Linked DNA regions of Sus scrofa: regions 2 and 3 are each linked to region 1. Evidence: chromatin contacts called from public HiChIP or PLAC-seq data. All regions are on one chromosome and are shown on one strand. Each heading gives the region's core, a stretch centred on a gene start, on an enhancer-like site or on the middle of the called end of the contact. The rest is flanking DNA. Distances are from core to core; before and after follow the strand shown.

What was found. HiChIP or PLAC-seq counts read pairs in DNA pulled down with a chosen protein or histone mark.
Region 2: an H3K27ac HiChIP or PLAC-seq map of alveolar macrophages shows a contact between it and region 1. The contact joins two enhancer-like sites. A contact is called at or near these places in 7 of 47 Hi-C or Micro-C datasets (alveolar macrophages, blood, embryonic fibroblasts and 2 more) and 1 of 2 datasets of contacts at active chromatin or transcription factors (alveolar macrophages).
Region 3: an H3K27ac HiChIP or PLAC-seq map of alveolar macrophages shows a contact between it and region 1. The contact joins two enhancer-like sites. A contact is called at or near these places in 1 of 47 Hi-C or Micro-C datasets (blood) and 1 of 2 datasets of contacts at active chromatin or transcription factors (alveolar macrophages).

Annotation. Positions count from the first base shown.
Region 1 is chr9:136,437,534-136,440,415 of Sscrofa11.1, reverse strand. IKZF1 (DNA-binding protein Ikaros) reads right to left here. Exons shown (of 9, transcript XM_021063913.1): 5 at 325-585. Among named protein-coding and RNA genes, the nearest start is that of FIGNL1, 49 kb to the left of the region's middle. Within about 2 kb of position 1,410, at least 2 of the 83 cell types and tissues checked have an H3K27ac peak or open chromatin away from gene starts, as enhancers often do. A contact at or near this core is called in alveolar macrophages, where this site is marked.
Region 2 is chr9:136,284,091-136,286,966 of Sscrofa11.1, reverse strand. No RefSeq gene overlaps it. Among named protein-coding and RNA genes, the nearest start is that of IKZF1, 87 kb to the left of the region's middle. Within about 2 kb of position 1,351, at least 4 of the 83 cell types and tissues checked have an H3K27ac peak or open chromatin away from gene starts, as enhancers often do. A contact at or near this core is called in alveolar macrophages, where this site is marked.
Region 3 is chr9:136,207,370-136,210,622 of Sscrofa11.1, reverse strand. C9H7orf72 reads right to left here. Exons shown (of 7, transcript XM_021063908.1): 3 at 675-751. Among named protein-coding and RNA genes, the nearest start is that of C9H7orf72, 20 kb to the right of the region's middle. Within about 2 kb of position 1,457, at least 5 of the 83 cell types and tissues checked have an H3K27ac peak or open chromatin away from gene starts, as enhancers often do. A contact at or near this core is called in alveolar macrophages, where this site is marked.

The sequences.
Region 1 (2,882 bases), core at 161-2,660:
GATCAATCTCTTTTTGGTTTGTTTTGCCCCATTTTCTCAAGGGTGACCTGGTTGGCACCTAGGAGCCCCACAGCCACTACTCAGCAGGTGCAACCCTGGGCCCTTGAGAGATGGAGCAGAGGAGGCAGTTCCCTTCCCTTGCTGTCTAGTGGCCTTGACTTGTAGGGTGAAGGGGCGCGTGTTCAGTGGTGCTTCCCAGTGTTGGTGGAGAACAAGGAGGCTACGCCTGCCTCCCTCAGGACACTCGGCGGGAGGGGCAGAGCCCTCAGCGACACCCCGACGGCCTTTCCAGGCCACCAAAGGAGGAACTACGTCAGGCCTTACCAGTGTGGCTTCTCTTGTGGACCATGAGCACATTGGGGCCGATGCAAATTATCCCACAGACATCACACTTTAGTTTGCCGTTAGGAAGTCGAATGCCTCCAGCTCCTGACAAAGCTTTGCTGCCTTGGGCACTGTGGGAGCCATTCATTTTCTCTCCGGAGGCATCGAGCATCCGCAAATCCTCCGCACACTCTTCCCCATTCATTTCACAGGCACGCCCATTCTCTTCATCACTCTGAGTCTCTACTTTAACATTACCGGCTGAAAGAGACAATACAACACAGGGGCCGCTCAGTGTCATTGAAAACAACAGCAACAGCAACAGCACAGCACAGCACAGCAGCAAAGACAACCCGGTGGGAGCGGACAGCTTCTAAGCAGAGGTCCTCAGCAGCTGGTACCAGGGAATGCAGCCTGAGCTCAGGACTGATCGGCCCACAGGGGGCTGTGACACGGGACAGCGAGCATCACGGGCTTGGGACTCCTGCTTGCCCTCCCGGTAGGTCCAAATGGTGGACGGTGCAAATGCATGGGAGAGCTACTTATAAATTCTCACTTTAGCATGGGACGGGGGGACCTCTAAGCAGGGTTTGTCACTGGGTCCACAGGGCCAGCCTTGTGGCCCCTCTGGACTGACCTGGGCCGAGTCCGACACCCCGTGAGCGAGACGAACCCCTCACAGCAGAAGGTGAGTATTCCTCACCCAGGTGGGGGACCCGGTTGTGGCAAAGTCCCCTTATCAAGCCTGAAAAAGTCCGCCTGAGCCGAAGGCTGTGCACTAGTGATCTGCCCTTCTTCTGTGTCTTGATAAAGGTGGGGACAAAACCCGGCAAGCCGGTGCTCAGATTTCTGACCACTGATTCCGCAAAGAGTCCTGTCTGTCTGTTTCTTTGGCACCTGCTCACTCTCAACCCTATATATTCGCAATGGTAATAAAGCCTGTGTTCTAAGAGAGCCCTGATGGCTGAGGTTTCTTCCAGGGGGTGAAGGGAGGTTTTGTCCAGGGGCTGTTAAGAGGTCTGGGCTGGCTTTTCAGGAAGAGTCAGGGACGCGTGCGGGTGAAGGGCTCCAGGAGAGGAACTGCTGGCCACTCTGTGCTGCTGAGTCACGGTTATAGGGTAGTTATTTCTGTTGGTTACATACTTTTCTTGGGAAGCAAAGAGACATTTTGTTTACATTCTTCTGCAATGCTGACTGATGCTGGATGCTGGATCTGACACTGTCAGGACCGGGAGAAGCTACAGTTACCCTGAAAGCCATCGTTCCCATCCCAGTCGCCACAGATTAATAAGAGCAAGTAGGTAAACTTTGCCCGGTCAAATAATCAATGAGCGCGAGAGTCGCCACGGCCACAAAATCTCTGATCAACGCTGTGAATCCAGGTGTGCTCCCTGGACCGGCAGGACCAGCATCTCCTGAGAACTAGTTACAACAGCAGACTCCTGGGTCTACCCCAGACCCGCTGAGCTGGAAACTCTGGGGATGGCCCTGCCCTGGGTGCTGACACCTGCCTCCAGGAGAGTCCCGTGACCCCTCAGGTCTGGGCAACGCTGTTCCCAGTTCCTCTGAGTCAACACTTTCCCAGGGATGTGAAGTCCAGAGCCCAGACTCTGAGGTCAACCCTCCTGGTGTGGGATCTCAGCTGCACTCTTCACAGCGCTGAGATCCCGGGAGACTCCTATTGCTTCTCTGCGCCTCGGTGTCCTCATCTGTAAAACTGGGAACTGTCAGCACAGGCCCGACAGGGGCTTTGAGAGGATTTAATAGGGAAAGATGCAAAGTGAGCTGAGAGCAGAGACTGGCCTGGCAAGTGAGAGCAGGTGTCCAGAGCCATGCCCTTAAATATTACTGCACTGTCATCCTAGTTTACAGTGAAAGCAGCTCAGGCACAGAGAAGCTGTACAACTCGCCTGAGGTCACACAGCTGGGAGGTATGAACCACGAAGCCCGGCTCGAGCACCCACGTTCCTAAAGCTTTATTGCTGAGGATTGCTTGTCAGCTCCTTGGAGGGAAGACTTGTGGACAGATAAGTGGACAGAACGAATTAGCCACTGCCCTCACTGTCCACTTTGAGACTAGAAACGAGGGGCCAGCTCTTTCCATTGTCCCGGCATCAAACGATTGTCCTAGAACCCAGGAAGAGCTCTCCGTGTGCACTCCTGGCAAGATTCTGAGAGCAGGTCTTGCAGCATCCTGCATCACAGCCCCCCCACCCCCCCAACCTCTGCCAGAGACAGTCCTCCTGACACAGTGAGTTCAGGAGATGGGGTGGGGGTGAGGGGGAAGAGGAGGGTGGTTGGGCAGTTGGGACCCTGAACTCCTGGGAATCAAGTTCTCAGATCTGTACCCTTTAAGTTTCTGGGCAGAGGCTCACTTGCCAGGGCCTCGCTGCTCGCTGGGTTCTGCACAGGAAGGCTCAAAGACCTCTGCGCCCCGCAACCTGGGATCATGAATAATCACCCATCTCATCTTATTTATTTATTTATTTATTTATTGTCTTTTTGCTATTTCTTGGGCCACTCCCGCGGCATATGGAGGTTCCCAGGCTAGGGGTCCA
Region 2 (2,876 bases), core at 102-2,601, 150 kb after region 1:
TGCAGCCGTGGTTCTGGAGCCACGATGAAAGTCTGGGATCTCTTTGCAGAAGTAGCTTCTGCCTCTCGTGCCCTGGTTCTCCTCTTGAAGAAAGCAAAGAGAACAATTTCAGATCCAACAGGGCAGTTCTATTTTCTCTCAGTTATGGCCTTGCTCCATCTGCTGTGGCCAGAAAGGACTTGAGACACGTGGATGCCCTTCCCAGCCGATAAGGAGGCAGAAGGCCTCTCTCCGGTCAGCGCTGAGAACATAAAGAACAAAAGAACACGGGCAAGGAATCAAGGTGGCTGATGACTCGGAAAACAGGGCTACTTCTGGCGACTGAACTGGACATGAGAGCCAGCCCGGGAGGGCCAAGGCCAGGTGGTCCGGGCCTGCCCCGCACCATGGGGACGCCAGGCACCAGGGAGCATCCCAGCTCCTGCTCAACCCTCCACCAACAGAAAGGTGGCTTTTCCCAGAAAGCTCAGACTGAGCTACCAAGCCTTTGATGAAGTCACCGCACCGTCTCCAGCTCACGGCCCCCGTGTCACACCTAATCTGCCTCTCGAGGGCATTTCATCCAGCTCCCCTTCCACAGGCCCCCTTCCCCGGCTGGACATAGCTGCTCCCTCTGCGGGTTCTCACGGCTATAGCTTCACTTCCAGCAGCATCCCGCACCTTCAGGTTCTCCTTGCCCCATCTGCAGGCTCCCGTCCCCTCTCCCTGGACCAGGCTGTGGCCTTCAGGGCCTCACCCGCAGGCCTGCCCTCTTTTCACACGGAGACCAGAGAGGTAGCTGTGCTCCACCTCTGGCCTCTGGCGGCCCATCTACACACCCGCAGCCTCCTTCCTCCTCGGGGGAAGACCTGCATCCCTTTCCGGCCTGGAAGCCTCACTGACCTGCCCGCTGGCTGCACGTCCTTGCCTCCCCCCGCCAGCCCCTGCTCCTCACAGGGGACCCGCACTGCCTCTCGCCGCCTCACTCTTGCTCCTGGTGCCCGGGATGGGGGCTCCGGGTCCCAGGTCCCCTGACCTCTCAGGGCCTCCACCCCCTCTCTCCCCAGCCTCCACCAGAGTCCTTTGGGAGGAAGACAGCTGCATTGACTTTGTCTCTGCCTGTTTTCTGTTCTGCTCAAACTCCTCCATCTGCACCCCCAGCGCTCAGCCCAGGAGGAGCTTAGTGACTGAGTTTGATGCGACCGCCTCCTCTTGCATCGAGACTCTCCTGAGCACCCGGGCATGTGCAGGAGCCTCGCCCTGTGCTGCAGAGTCCTTCCAACCATCGCAGGCATATCATGCCATGGTGCCCGACACCCAAGACAAACACGGTTCCTCTTCCCCCCACGCCTTCCTCGTCAGCGTGGCCGCCTGCACTGGGCAGCTCCCCAGCTGAGCGCCTGCTGTATTCAGGGAACTGAGATGGGATGACCCTGAGACATAAACACCGATGCATCTTTCCAGTAGTTTCCAGAGTTCACAGTAGCATCTGGGGACAGACAGACAAGCTAACCAGTAATGCTGGTGGCACAGGTGTGAGGGGGGAGAGATGACAGAGAGAGCTCTGGGGTCCGCAGTGATTCCCTCCACGCCCCTGCTTGGAGCTTCCCCCCCCCCGCCAATCCCCTCCTCTCTTCCCTCCCCACCCTGAAGTCCTGGTCCAGCTCCTCATTCCAGGAGGAATGCCCAGCCCTGGTCCTGTTCCGAGTGCCAAGGACTCAGCTGCCCTGCCTTGCCTCGAGCTGGTCTTCACCCACCCCACCTGTAGGATCTCAGGCTGCAGCCCCACCCCATGACTTCTGGAAGGCGCTGTTCCTCCCCTGGAATCACCTCCCCTACCCAGCTGGGAAGGGCCGAGGGCAGTCCCTTGCAGAACCCAGGCCTGGCGGGTGTCTGGAACTCAGCAGGCTCAGAATACACATGCCCACTGTGGGACAGGACTTGCTCCCCAAATGTGGAACTGGGAGCTGGCAGAGAGACAGCCCCGCCCAAGGGAAGGAAGGTGCTGGCTGGGGGGCACAGGTGGTCTTATACAAGGTTGGCCTGTTTTCACCCAGAGCTGGGCACCCATTCTGATTGGTTGGTGCAGGGACCCATCACTACTGCCACCTGCTGGCCAGCACCCCCTTGCCGGCTCTACTCCTGCAAGGTAACTGTTACCTTTTTGTGGGTACAGTCCCCTATCTTGCCTCCACCTTGGGGGGAGAAGAGGTACTTTAGGGTGAGAGGGAGATAATTTCCTCCCCGTGATTTTCTCTTCCAACTTCCACCAAACCCAGAAGTGCACTTTCCACATGGACAGCTCCTGGCCGACAGAGGAGCTGCCTGGATGTGTGCACGCCCCGTCGCACCCCTCAGGTTGTCTGTACTTAGAAACCTCCAGGAGGGGGTTGCTTTGTGGCTCAGCTGGTTAAGGACCCAACGATGTCTCCGTGAGGATGACAGGTCTGATCCCCGGCCTTGCTCAGTGGGTTAAGGGTCTGGAGTTGCCACCATCTTTGGTGTAGGTCGCACAGGCGGCTTGGATCTGGTGTTGCTGTGGCCCTGGCATAGGCCTGCAGCTGCAGCTCCGATTCGATCCCTAGCCTGGAAATTTCCACATGCTGCAGGTGCGAGGTGATCTGTCCTGAGCTCGGCTCCAGGCCTCCGATAGCATTGATTGCACCTAGGCCAACATAAAGACATTTGAGAATATATATTAAAATAATAGCCCGAGCAGCCACATTCAAGTCGGCTTACATTTCCTGTGACTCTAAGACACTGGCCCCTGGTCGCTCCTCTCCGGGGCCTCTGTCAGCATCTCCTCATCAGGACCATTGAGACAAAAGGGGGTGACTCCGATCCTCGCAGCAAAGACCTAGCTCCTCACGCTCGGGGGTCTAGTTTCGCTCGGAAGC
Region 3 (3,253 bases), core at 208-2,707, 230 kb after region 1:
CCCCGCTGCCTACTTGACACATCCACATGGGTGTCCAGTGAGCCGCTTCGTAGAGGTGCCCAGGCTAGGGTCGAATGGGAGCTGTAGCCGCCAGCTTACACCACAGCCACAGCAACGCGGGATCCGAGCCACATCTGCGACCTACACCACAGCTCACAGCAACGCCGATCCTGAACCCACTGAGCACGGCCAGGGACCGAACCTGCAACCTCATGGTTCCTAATTGGATTCATTAACCACTGAGCCAAGATGGGAACTCCGAAAGGGGGCCTTTTATTCTCCGGTAAATCTCACAGTCTGGGACATGGACACATAACAGACACTCTGTATGGTTTCGACTGAGTAAAAAGCTTCTCTGCCCCCCTATGATGCTGTATCCTCCTCTCCTCCTCCTCTGATCATTTCCTTTCTGTTTTGGTTTTACTTTTCTGTTAAATATAGGTCTTCCTCCTTTAGCTGTTTGTTTTCTCAATCAAGGTAAAGAATCGTCCTGATGTGTGTGCTGTGTTCTGATGTGTGTGCTGAGCTCTGATGTGTGTGCTGAGCTCTGATGTGTGTGCTGTGCTCTTTGAATTCCTCACAGGATTCAGGATATTCTGAGCACGAAGGGGACGTATTATTAAAGATAAAAGAAATATATAGTAAAATTAAGTTCTATTGGGAAAAATGCTTACTTTTGCGTGGAGGACTTGTAAAATGAGTCTTTTGCGCTGTATTTCTTGTTCGGTTGCACGAGTGTATCTCCATCATCCTAGAAGGGGTAAATAAGAAGTTTAAAAGAGCAGATATAAATGAGAACTGTAATGTTTTCTATTTGCCATGCTTTATTTTTTCCCTTTCAGCTTTTTTTCTTCTTTCAAAGCACCTCTTGGATGAAACAGATTTAAATAGTTTCCCTCTATTGCCTTGGAAATTTACATTCTGTGTATATAGTCTCTTAATGATTAAATTAAAATTTAATAATTAGATATTATTTACTCTTACTCTTATCTTTTTAATCTTTCCCTTTCTTATTTTTGGCTTGTTTTTAGTTTCTTAAGATTGAAATTTATGTAATTAATTTTAGACCTTTCTTGTTTCCTAATAAGCACACAAAAGACGACTTTTTCCTTCCTAGCAGAGGTTGAACTTCTTTACACCAAATTTGTTGTTTTATTTTCACCATTCAGTTTAAAGTATTTTCTGATTTCTCCTGTGATTTTCTCTTTGATTCATGGGTTATTTAGATTTGTAGTGTTTAATTTAAAAATATTTGATGTTTTCCTAGACATATTACAGCTATTATTTATTTTTAATTTAACTCTGTGGTGGTTAGAGGACATATATAGTAAATTATAGTCATTGATGTTGAATGCAAAACCAATTGTGCAATCCTGGAATATCCCCACTTACTCATGATTCATTATCTTTTTTTTCTTTGTCTTTTCAGGGCCACACCCGAAGCACATGGAAGTTCCCAGGCCTAGGGGCTGAATTTTAGCTGTAGCTGCTGGCCTGGACCACGGCCACAGCAAAGCCAGATCCTTAACCCACTGAGTGAGGCCAGGGATCAAACCTGCATCCTCATGGATACTAGTCAGATTCGTTTCTGCTGCATCACGATGGGAACTCCCATTATCTTTTTTATATATTGTCAAATTCAAGTTAGTAAACTGTTGCTAAAGACTTTTTTGGTCTATTTATGGATATGTTAGATTGTAATTTTTGTTGTAAATTTTTTTCGTATTCTGGTGACAGGATTCTTTTGTCCTCAAAAGAAGATACTCTGGCATCAGCCATACAAATATCTTCTTAGATCAGTCTCCCAAGACATTAGAAATAAAAACAGTGGGACTTAACCAAACTGACAAGCTTTTGCACAGCAAAGGAAACAAACAAACAAACAAAAAAGACAACCTACAGAATGGGAGAAAATAGTTGCAAATGATGAAACCGATAGGGCTGAATCTTCAAAATATACAAACAGCTCATACAATTCAACAGCAAAAAAGCAAACAACTCAAATGAAAAATGGGCAGAAGACCTAAATAGACATTTCTCCAAAGAAGACATACGGATGGCCAACAGGCATATGGAAAAATGCTCAACATCATTAATTATTAGAGAAGTCCAAATCAAAACTGCAGTGAGGTACCACCTCACACTAGTCAGAATGGCCATCATTAGTAAGTCCACAGATAACAAATGCTGGAGAGGGTGTGGAGAAAGGGAACCCTCCTGCACTGTTGGTGGGAATGTAAATTGGTACAATCACCATGGAAAACAGTATGGAAGTACCTTAGACAACTATACACAGAACCACCATATGACCCAGCAACCCCACTCCTGGGCCTATACCTGGACAAAATTTTCATTCCGAAATATACGTGCACCCCTACGTTCACTGCAACACTATTCACAGTAGCCAAGATATGGAAACGACCTAAATGTCCATCGACAGATAAATGGATTAAGAAGATGTGGTATATATACACAATGGAATACTACTCAGCCATAAAAGAACAAAATAATGCCATTTGAGCCAACATGGATGGAACTAGAGACTCTCATACCAAGTGAAGTAAGCCAGAAAGAAAGACAAATACCACATGATATCCTTACATGTGGGATCTAAAATATGGCCCAAATGAATGTATCTATAGAGTAGAAACAAACTCACTGACATAGAGAAGAGACTTGTGGTTGCCAAGGGACGGGGGAGGGAGCGGGATGGACTGGGATGAACAGATGGAAACTATTTCATGTGGAGTGGATAAGAAATGAGGTCCGGCTGCATAGCACAGGGAACTATGTCTAGTCACTTGTGATGGAACATGACGGAGAATAATACGACAAAAAGAATTATATATATATATATATATATATATATATTTATTTATTTATTTATTTATCACTGGGTTACTTTGCTGTACAGCAGAAATTGACAGAACACTGTAAACTGACTATACTATTCTTTTAAAAAAAAGAATAATAGTTTTGTGTAATTCTTTCAAATTCGATACTATTTTTATGTTTCTTCGATTGGGCTAGCTAGGAATGCCAGGGTGTGGATGAGGTAAAGGAAGACGTTATTGCTTCACGCAGGTTACAAAGGTTACAACTATTTCGTTGTTCAATATTAACTCTGATTTACCTTTTATCTGATGTGAATTGAGGATAACTTTCAATTCTTTCCATCAATTTTTTTTTTTGCCACTGTCATGATGAGTACATGACTTTTCTGCTTTGACACAATTATGTTCGCTGATTTCCT